3 separate regions of the Danio rerio genome follow, and regions 1 and 2 are each linked to region 3. A link is a contact called in public HiCAR-type and Micro-C data. All regions are on one chromosome and are shown on one strand. The core of a region is the stretch at or near the end of the contact, and the rest is flanking DNA. Distances in the headings are between cores, read along the strand shown. Region 1 overlaps bmpr2b (bone morphogenetic protein receptor, type II b (serine/threonine kinase)). Region 2 holds the start of fam117bb (family with sequence similarity 117 member Bb). Region 3 holds the start of bmpr2b (bone morphogenetic protein receptor, type II b (serine/threonine kinase)).

The links. A called contact is a pair of places that touch in the nucleus more often than the background predicts. HiCAR-type assays count read pairs that join an accessible place to other places.
Region 1: a contact with region 3 is called in a Micro-C map of caudal fin, with 15 times the contacts expected there. The contact joins the enhancer-like site here to the promoter of bmpr2b in region 3. A contact is called at or near these places in 8 of 18 Hi-C or Micro-C datasets (caudal fin, embryo, fibroblasts and 3 more) and 2 of 4 datasets of contacts at active chromatin or transcription factors (caudal fin and embryo).
Region 2: a HiCAR-type map of caudal fin shows a contact between it and region 3, with 4 times the contacts expected there. The contact joins the promoter of fam117bb here to the promoter of bmpr2b in region 3. A contact is called at or near these places in 1 of 18 Hi-C or Micro-C datasets (caudal fin) and 2 of 4 datasets of contacts at active chromatin or transcription factors (caudal fin and embryo).

Annotation. Positions count from the first base shown.
Region 1 is chr9:13,238,916-13,242,625 of GRCz12tu, reverse strand. All of the region lies in intron 7 of bmpr2b (bone morphogenetic protein receptor, type II b (serine/threonine kinase)), which reads right to left. Among named protein-coding and RNA genes, the nearest start is that of fam117bb, 26 kb to the left of the region's middle. Within about 2 kb of position 1,640, at least 11 of the 62 cell types and tissues checked have an H3K27ac peak or open chromatin away from gene starts, as enhancers often do. A contact at or near this core is called in caudal fin, where this site is marked.
Region 2 is chr9:13,264,749-13,268,084 of GRCz12tu, reverse strand. fam117bb (family with sequence similarity 117 member Bb) reads right to left here and starts at 1,782. Exons shown (of 8, transcript NM_001128362.1): 1 at 1,155-1,782. The coding sequence starts at 1,782.
Region 3 is chr9:13,103,966-13,107,494 of GRCz12tu, reverse strand. bmpr2b (bone morphogenetic protein receptor, type II b (serine/threonine kinase)) reads right to left here and starts at 2,088. Exons shown (of 13, transcript NM_001039807.1): 1 at 1,215-2,088. The coding sequence starts at 1,293.

The DNA of each region.
Region 1 (3,710 bases), core at 391-2,890, 140 kb before region 3:
TGATATGAAATATATATATATATATATTTCATATCACAGCCTCTTGCGATTAGCTAATCACTATATATGTGTGTGTGTGTGTGTGTGTGTGTGTGTGTGTGTGTGTGTGTGTGTGTGTGTGTGTGTGTTATTTAATTTACGTGTTATTTAATCCTGCCTTTAGCAAAAGCATGACAGCTGTCAGCGTGTGACAAGTCTTACAAGCCAATTGATTAAGCACACTTGCTTTCTGCCCAATCAGAATTGCATGACCAAACTATGCAGAGCACCCACAATAAAATAAAAACAAACAAACAGGAAAGCGCGGATGAGTGGGATGATGCTGTCTGTCGCTTCAGAACCATTAATAGACTAATTAATATTAAAAAAACAGCACATTAGTAATATGGGAATATTTTAGTTTCAAAGTCACAGACACAAAAACAAAACAGGTCATCCATCCATCCATCCATCCGTCCATTCGTCCGTCCATCCATCCATCCATCCATCCATCCATCCATCCATCCATCCATCCATCCATCCATCCATCCATCCATCCATCCATCCATCCATCCATCCATCCATCCATCCATCCATCCATCCATCCATCCATCCATCTATCTATCTATCTATCTATCTATCTATCTATCTATCTATCTATCTATCTATCTATCTATCTATCTATCATGATCCCCTGACAAGTGCAAACTCTTCCTGGGGTCCATCGAACATAACACACAATTACATTAATACATAACAACAAGAGCAATAAAAATATTAAAATACAAAATTTATACATAACATCCAGATCAACAATCCACTTAATATTGTGCCATTAAATATTTCTTAAATGATTTTTAATTTATAAGAGCTGTCGCAGAAATTGCTGCCAGCACGAGGAAATACAGCAACCAGTATCTAAATTGAAAACAAAATTAAATCGCAAATCAAATCAAAATCACAATATCTGTTAAAAAAATTGCAATTAAATATTTCGCCCAAATCGCACAGCCCTATTCCCTACCATGTCATTACTGTTATGTACTGTATATTATGTGTAAACAATTGCTGCTATAATGTGGCATCAGAAAAGTTTTGTTAGTCTCCTTTTTTAATATAAAGTATTGCATTACAATGTGACACTGAGTAATGGAGTAATTATGCCAGAAACTCAGCTTTGAAAAAATACATTTAAGAAAGGAAATGGGGGTGAATGTATAATAAAATACTGCATTATGCTGTTTACATTAATGTAGCTGAAAACTCATATTAAAAATACAAACTTCATACAATTTTTTTTCCTATTAACATAATTCAAGATAAATATATATTTAAATTTAGTCATAAAGTTGAACATGTTTGTTCTTTTAATTAACTATAATAATCCTGCCCAAAACAGTAATATATCATAGAGCTGCCCCTTTACAACCTGAATAAAATTCCACCACAGGAAACACTCGTACAGTACATTATTTCTGAGAAGTTTTCACAAACTTTCCTAGTATTGGGTTGCACCTGGAAGGTCATCCGCTGTGTAAAACATTTGCCAGAGTAGTTGGCGGTTCATTCTGCTGTGGAAACCCATGATAAATCAGGGACTAAGCCAAAGGAAAATGAATGTTTTCACAAACCATTACAAGACTCAACCGGCAGAGGGCGCTAAGAGACGAATGTGCTAAGGATAGAGTATGTGGATGAATACCCTCTCTCTCTCTCTCATTCTCAACCCGCTGTCTGTCTGCCTCTAAAGTTCAGCTAGTAATGAGGGCAGTGGCAAAACAATATGCACCACGACTGCACCCAGATCAGCGCATAATATCTCCTGATGCAGAAAGCCGGTGGACGGCTGCTCTCAGATCAGTTGTTAATGAGACAGCTGAGAGGAAAATGAACTTGAGATATGATGAGCCGCAGACTGTCTGCTGATCTCTGGCGATGCTCCAGCGAAACACAAGGAGCTCGACAAACAAATTAGGGGAATGTTTTTTGTTTATAGCACCTCATGCTGCTGGCCCTTTAAGGCAAGATACTGCAGTTAAAACCTTCAGACTTGTGGAGAGAAAACATTCAAACATCCAAAATGTGAATGTGAATTAAGCCATTTAATCTATTAAATAACACCATCTACCAGCGTACACAGCATCATAAGAGGTTATGTTAGATAATAGGTTAGATTTAGGTTGTGACATCAGGTAACCAAAATTCAATGTCTATCCAGCGTCTAAGGACAACGTTGTTTTGACGTCTAATAATGACAATGATTTTTGGTTGATTTTAGGTTGTGTTGGAAACTGACCACAATCTAACGCTGAGCCAACATCTTAAACCAGCGTCATATTGACGTCAAATCCTGACATTTATTCATCAGGTATGACAACCAAGCGTCTGATAGACGTGACATCATAGTGGTAACGTCCACATAACGTCAAGCTGAAACGTCAATAGACGTTGATATTTGATTGATTTTAGGTTGGATGTTGAACAATGACATCGAACTGATGTTGGATTCTGACGTCAACTCGATTTTCATTCACCAAAAAAGTGCAACGTTCCCACGATACAACGCCAATCTGACGTCATGTTGACATACTTTGTCTGCTGGGTTGCTGTATAAACTCTCAAACATACTGGGTTGTTATAAACTAATGTTAGGTTAAATAACAAGCCCAAATTTTGGGTTAAAAAGTGTAATTTAAATTAAATTTAAAAATTTTACTTAACATTGTGTCTGTCGATGTTTGACCCAACATTAGGTTACAACAAACCAACAGTGTGTATTTTGTTAGCTTTTATTCACATCTAAAATATTGATGAGGGAACATAAGCAGAAGCTCAACTATACAAGCTTTATGCACAAAAACAAAACTTTTATGTGTGCGAATATGAATGCCTGAAACACTACATAAATCTAAAATATTATTGTTGATGGCCAGTAGACTGGATATTTATTTAGAGTAGGGGTACCGTGTTTTTAAATGATTTTTTTTATAAACAAATAAAGTTACCTATCTAACTAACTGAAATTAAATCTGTTCCTTTATTGAATAAAGTAATTTCGTCTGTTCAGATTCAGAAGGTCTTAGTTGGATAAAACTGCTCAATTCATACAATATAGCCAAAGCGCCTGGCTATTGATCACCAACATTTATGTTCTTACCCTGTCATGGTAGTCCCTCAATGATACATCATACAAAGTGTTGTTGTCAGAACTCCACTAAGCTTTCATCTATTTAATGTCCACCTAGCAGCACAGTCCTCACTCCTGTATTTGCCATTTTAAAACCTGTGTGCGAAAAAGATTCTGTGCTTTTATTGGTCAACGTTACCTACGGGACTATGGGAAAGAAATAAACATGTTAGGCTGCGTCTGAAATCGCATACTTTCATACTAAAAAAAAGCAGTATACGAGCCGAGTAGATTATAGAACGTACAGGAATGAAATGAAAACATGCCAGGCTGCATCCAAAATCACATACTTCCATGCTATATGCTTTAAACTGCTCACACAGTCACAGGCCTAAGAAATACAGACACACGATCAACTTTTTGGTCATTATATGGTTAAACTTATCAATGATTTCCTCAAATCATGTATGTTTTCAACGTGGCTCCTGACCAACTATACCTCAACATTGTAGATTGTGTCATGCTGAAATAATATATGATGCCTACTTTTAAGGCTTTCTGAAAAATATGAAACACAAATTAGATAATAATAATACTACTAGAG
Region 2 (3,336 bases), core at 533-3,032, 160 kb before region 3:
TTTTTGTTAAAATACAAATTAAAACATTAAAAATACATGAATTAAATTTTTTTTCATTCATTTAAATTGTATATATAAAAATTCTAATTATTTAAATACATTTATTTAAAATTGTGTAGTTGTGTTTAAATACACACACACAACCACCCCCCCTCACACACACACACACACACACACACACATATATATATATATATATATATATATATATATATATATATATATATATATATATATATATATATATATATATATATATATTTACCAAACAAAATAATATATATACTATTTAACAAATGAATAATTACATTTTAATAATTATTCATTAGTAACACATTTTATGTATTTTAAAGTATTAGTTAATTAAATAATTTATAGAAATAATAAAAAACAACTATTCTATAATACTTATTTTAAATAATCTGGATTTTAATGCATAAAATGTAACAAAAAAATTGTAAAAAAAAATAAATAAATAAATAAATAAATATATATATATATATATATATATATATATATATATATATATATATATATATATATATATATATATATATATATATATATATATATATCCAGAAATATTTTTGTTACATTTTATGCATTAAAATCCAGATGATTTAAAATAACTGTTATAGAATAGTTTTTTATTATTATTTCTATAAATTATTTAATTAATTAATACTTTAAAATACATAAAATGTGTTACTAATGAATAATTATTAACATTTAATTATTCGTTTGTTAAACAGTTTTTATGTATAAAATATGAACATGTTAATAATGTGTAATAACTGTTATCTTTATTCATAATAACAGCAGAATCAGTCTACTAAAAGATATAATTAGTCATATATGTTGCTTTCAGAGTTAAAAAGGTTAAGAATCTCTGTTCTACATTACACATGCCATGCATATTAATGCAGGTCATTTTTAATGCAACAACAAGCCTCATGAGTTCCTTCCTATTATTACGAAATATGAGAGACATTATTACTACTGTCAAATATTCAGAAAGCGGAAATAACGCCCACAAACCACTGGAGACCACGTGTGTGTTTACAAGTTACCACAGTGATGTCAAGTAAACATGTGGCTCATCACTTCTGGCTTTATGCTAAATTCAAGACTCAAGAGCTCTACTGTAGGATTACCTGTGCACACAGGTGAGCTGGGACTGAGCCTCTCTGGAGACAGTCTGTCATGCTCGGGGGTCTGGAGGGGTTTGGCTCTGTGACCGCAAGACCACAGTGGCGAGGATGAAGACGGAGAGGATGACAAATGAGAGGTAAAGGCTGAAGGGTCCGAGCAGCCGCAGCTGGTCTGCTGTGAGGGGGAGCAGCACTGCGGGCCCAAGTGCACACCTGAGTGGGCTGAGGACGAGGATGATCTAGGGTTTGTCGCGTGGACAACGATAATGGGGCTAGTTCTTGATGAAGATGATGGTGAGGGAGAGGAAGAAGCCGCTGTTGGTGTGATGAACGCAGAGGAAGTGGACGTGGCTGCTGAAACGGCACTGGAGGAAAGGGATCGCGTGGGGCTCCGGCTGTGAGCTCCGCTGCTGTGGCATTTACCGTTACCGGAGGATGAGGAGGACAGAACCGTCCGTGTCTGTAGAGGGTGCTGTGGCTGCGTTTTCAGCTGGAAAGGAACCGTGGCTTTCATGGGCAGCAGGCGACCCAGTAAATTCACTCCAGCGGCGCTGATCCCCGGGGATCCGATCGGGCTTCCCGTGGTCACTCCGGACGTCGGAGATCCGTTTTTGCGAACTCTTTGAGACATTCTGTTCGCTGGGAAATCGCGCAGAAGTCAACAATAACAGTTTAAACGTGCGTTTAAGACCGCCTGGGGTGGTTAATGCTCTTTGGTGCTCTTGTCACTCCATTTAAAGACAGTTTTAAGCTTCCTGACTGGCACAGCCGAGCCGTTCCGCGAGCTCGAGTAAACTGAGGGAGATTCAGAGCCACGCACCGTCAACTCGATCCAGCGCTCTGCCTCCTTGCCCCTGATTGGCTGGTCGCTCTCCACTCACAACTTCTGATTGGCTGGGAAGTGGATTCTTTAATTTCGTGAGCACGCACGGTTTATTATGAGGAAAATGTTTCATGGTTTCGCTGTGACGAAGGTAATTAAGGTTTATGAAGTAGGTTAGCAGGATTTATCAATATGATATATTACTGTCTGCTTCTCTTGAGTTTAAAGGCTCTTAAAATAGCAGTTATCAACTATGTCTGACAGCTGAACAAGATGCTGTCATTGTTATAGAAATATTATTAAATTTATTAATAAATAATCAATTTATAATTAATAAATTAAGATTAGAAATATATTTTTTGTCATTTGAATGCTGTAAATTGTCATTTTAATCAATTTAATTTTAAAGATGTCTGTAAAAAAAATACAGGCCCGTAGCCAGCCTGTTGAAAGGGATGTTTTTTTTGTGTGTGTGTGTGTGCTGTTATTCGCCTCATTTTCTATTCAATTATGCATTTTAGTAACACTTTAAGAACTATGCTGGATCAGCTTGTCGGACGGTGATCATAACCTCACTTTTTTGATGCACAAAAAACATTTCCTAGTTTTGTCAAAGTGATCATCATACTATTTTACTACGAAGTATTTATTTACAAACTTGGATTTAAACTGTAAGTTAATCCAGTTTTATAAATATTGTTATGAGATTAGCATTTAAAAATTGAATAAAGAAATATGAAAAAAATACTTATTTTTAAATACAAGTGTGTTATAATGCATTATTCTAAAAATAGTAATCTGGTAAAACTTGTTTTAAAATAAAAACATTTGCCTATGGGCAAATAAAAACTGGCCAGCTCATTCAACTTTCCTCAGTCAGAATTTGGCCACTTAATTCAAATTTGTATAAAAATTTAAGTTGTCTTAAAGCCTTCTTCTATCTAGAATTTTCACAATGTGTGATGGCATAGCAGTCAAAAATGAGCAAATGAGACAAATGAGCTAATATAGGGGTCAGATTCTGGACTTAGTCACCCGAAAACCTCCAAATGCCCCCCAGCTACGGGCCTGAATCTAAAGAAAATATAAAAGAAAAAAGAAAATATAAGAAAAGAAAACCCGCTCCCAACATAAAACCACAATATTTTATAAATTCAGTATTTACTTCACATTAGTAACGTATGTTGTCTCATACATCAAATCTTCTGTGATCTACACAATCACACTACAGTGAAATAAAAAATACATGAAATAATATGCCTTTACTCTTAAATCTAATTGTTTAAAAAAAAAAAAAAAAAAAAAAAGGGCCTGTCTAGGGCCTACGTGTTTTTCCGTCTTAAAAAATGGTTGGACAGACAG
Region 3 (3,529 bases), core at 839-3,338:
GGAAATGCAGACTCCCACAGTACTAAAGTAAAGACTGCACACACTAATTAAAGGGATAGTTCACCCTAAAATGGAAATTTCTGTAAATGTACTCACCCTCAAGCCATCCAAGGCTTCAACTTTCAACTTTTTGGGCTTTTTAGATTAAACTGTGATCCTTTTGGTTAAATAATGCAAGTCAACAGCTACCAGCACTTCAGAAATTGTTATCAAAACGAATAACAGTGGCTCCTGACAATACAACTGATTGGTCTGTCCAAGAAACAGAATGCTAATTACAATATTATTGTCTTTAATCCACAGCCTCAAAAACCATCTTGAGCACGTTCACAACAGCGAGGAGTGTGTGAGCTAATGATGTTTGACAGGAAGCTCATGCTACAGACTGTCGTAAAAATGCACTCAAGGCCAGTCAGTTAAAAATCCTCTTTAATGTTCTACTGAAGAAACGTCCTTTATATCTCAGATGGCATGAGGTTGAGTAAATTAGCAGCAAATGTTATTTTGTTGTTGTTGTTGTTGTTTGAACCAAGCCATCACAAAACCTGAAATGTAATAACAGAACTTGACCAAGTATGCAGAAATACTGTGCAGTGACAGCCTAGTTGTATCTTTCTTCCCAAGACTGAGGTCAAGTTGTTTTTATATTCAAACATTCAGACTTTCTGCTTCATAATATAATTTCAGAAAAGTATTCTTTGCAAATTGTGAAATCATATGAGCAGACAATGAATGTCTACGTACAACACAGTCAAATAAATAGTGCTAATGCTTTGACTTACATGTGATTTCAGGCTAAATATTCAAAAACTATGGTAAACAATATAGGGAGCAAGTGACAAGCTGTCACTGAACTAATGTACCAATGTAAAACCAACTTTACCTCAATCTTTCCAAGTACCACTAATAAAAGCATCTACTTGTGTAGTAAACAACTCCAAAGTAAATACACTTTGGTTTAACAGGACTAACATAAAGAGGACACCCTTTAAGACATTGCAGGACTAACACAGAAAAGCAATACGAAGCAAATCCCATTCATATTTGTGCTGCAAAACGTTTCAGTTCACTTTGCATTACAGTGTGCATGCCGCAGCGCTGAGGGATACCAACGAACAACTCACACTTAAGCCCAAAATAATGTAACATGCACTCTGTAATGTGGATACACACAGCACTTAAATAGTTCAAATGTAGATCTGGGGTATATTTACCGGCCACAGCACTGAGCAGAAGCAGTGAGCAGAGCCCGAGTGACAGTACTGATGTCCGGTTTAGGATCCGCACTCTCATCCTGCTGCCGCTTCTGGATGGATTCAGCTCCAAAAAAAAGTTCCAGTAACTAGATTTTCTGTTCCCCCTTTCTTCTTTCTATCGACCGAAGTTCAAGCTCATGTGCACGGAGCAAACAATCCGAAATGACTAACGTTAGTGCAGATGAAGATTTGGAGGCAGCGCATGATTTTAGATGCCTTTGGTTTCGATAAACAGCTTATAAACGCATTTTCTCCATGCTGGTTGGGAGTTTGAGCGATTATACTTCATTTAATATGTATAATACACTTCCTCGCATATCTTAAAATAAAACTAAAGGTCTCAAAACCTGCTGTGTGGCGTCTCTCGGTTGTCGTCTGTGTTTATAAACAAGATTTAGTTTCGATGTAATATTTGGTTCTGGTCCAGATGCTCGAGCTCAGGATCTCAATATGGGTCAGGTTTCTTGGTGTCAGTCCGCTTCAGTCGATGTTTAGCTTCACGAGCTGACGACATGTCCGACATTTCCCGACTGTGCCCGGTTTTATTCCTGCATTATCCCTTAAATGATGTCTCTGAAATGAAGTAAACCTGCGGCAGAAGGCGTCGAGCTCAAGCGGCCGAACAGGAGCGACATTGAGTCCGATCCAAAGCGACGGAGGCCTGTAATGAACAACGCGGCGACTGTCGGTAGACTGTGTGATGGTCGTTAAACTGATTGCCGGTCGGTCAGGGTCTGTTCGGTTAAATAAGCGCTTTTCTCCCCGTTGTGGTTGATTATCGCCCCGCGGATCGTGTCGAGCTCCCGCGGCCGCTCTCGGTAACTTCAGCTCCGCCTAGAGCAGACAGATGAAGGGCAGTCAGTCCTCCTCCTCCACCCCCACCTCCCTCTCTCTCTCTCTCTCTCTCTCTCTCTCCCTCTCTCTCTTCCAATCCAATTCGATTTTAAGTTGTCTGTCATGCTTTCTTTTTCCACCCCAACCTTACAAATCCACCATAATCACAATATTTTAGCCAAAACATGCTACACTTATGATTACTATAGCTGGGTAATTGGTTTCACACAAACCTAAACTGTTTAGACAAATCCCATGGTATTATTGTAATCTAAATAGCCTGTCTCCTACTTGTACTTTTTATATAGGTCTAATAATATGTTCCTGTACATAACAATGTAACGGTCAAAACTCTTACGACCAGCAGCACACATTTGAAGTGTTCAAACAGGCTGAAAAAATACATATTTATTCATATTTAACCTTAATATCGCAAGCTAATTTTCGCATTAGGACAAAAACAATGAATAATTATTGACAGTATTGCTGCTTTCACAATATTGTGCATCACAAGTGAAAATCAAGTGAAAATTTGTGTCTGTGTGTGCTGGTTTACAATTTTTTTTTATAATTACATGTGTATGACCTACACAGCAAGTAGCCTGTTACAATATTGAGAATGTTTTATGAGGACATGTCATGTGTCCTCGTAATTCAAAACAAAAAAAAATTAAAAATCAGGTTTGCCGTGAAGGTTGAGTTTAGGGTAATAAAATGGCAGTTTTAAAAGTATAAAATACATTGGAGAGTCCTCATAAACCACCAAAAAAATGTGTGTGTGTGCACCCATCTAATGGATTTAAACATGTACAGTAGTCAAGACCCCTGATAGCACATATTGCAGAGATGTCTGTTTGGTGTTTGTGTTTACATCTGGAAGATACATATGTACTCTTAGCACTGGGTTGCAGCTGGAAGGGCATCCGGCACATAAAACATATGCCAGAGCAATTGGCGGTTCATTTTGCTGTGGCAACCCTTGATAAATCACCAGAGACTAAGCTAAAGGAAAGTGAATGAGACATATTTGTTAGTGTTTGTTCATCTACACAAGTCAATTTTCAGATGTCTTTAAGATGTTTAAAAATGTAGAATGTTCTTTTAGCAGACCTACTTCAGACCTTTTTTCAGACTAGACAATTTTTAAATTACGTCTTGCAGACATGCTGAATATACATAAAGTTATGCTGAATTTCAAAACAAGCACCAAAATGGGGATGAAATGTGTTTCAAGTATAGTGAAGAGTTTATGTAAGATGGGCTGGACTGAGTATTTCAGAAACTGCTCAATTACTTCACTTGTAATGCACAATATCTCAATATTGTAAATAATTTTTTAAAAATGTCATTGTTTTCCACCTAATCAGAAAATTGGATTGCTATACTAAAGCTGATAAATTATTATGGATTATTTTAGCTTGTTTAAACGCTTGTTAAGA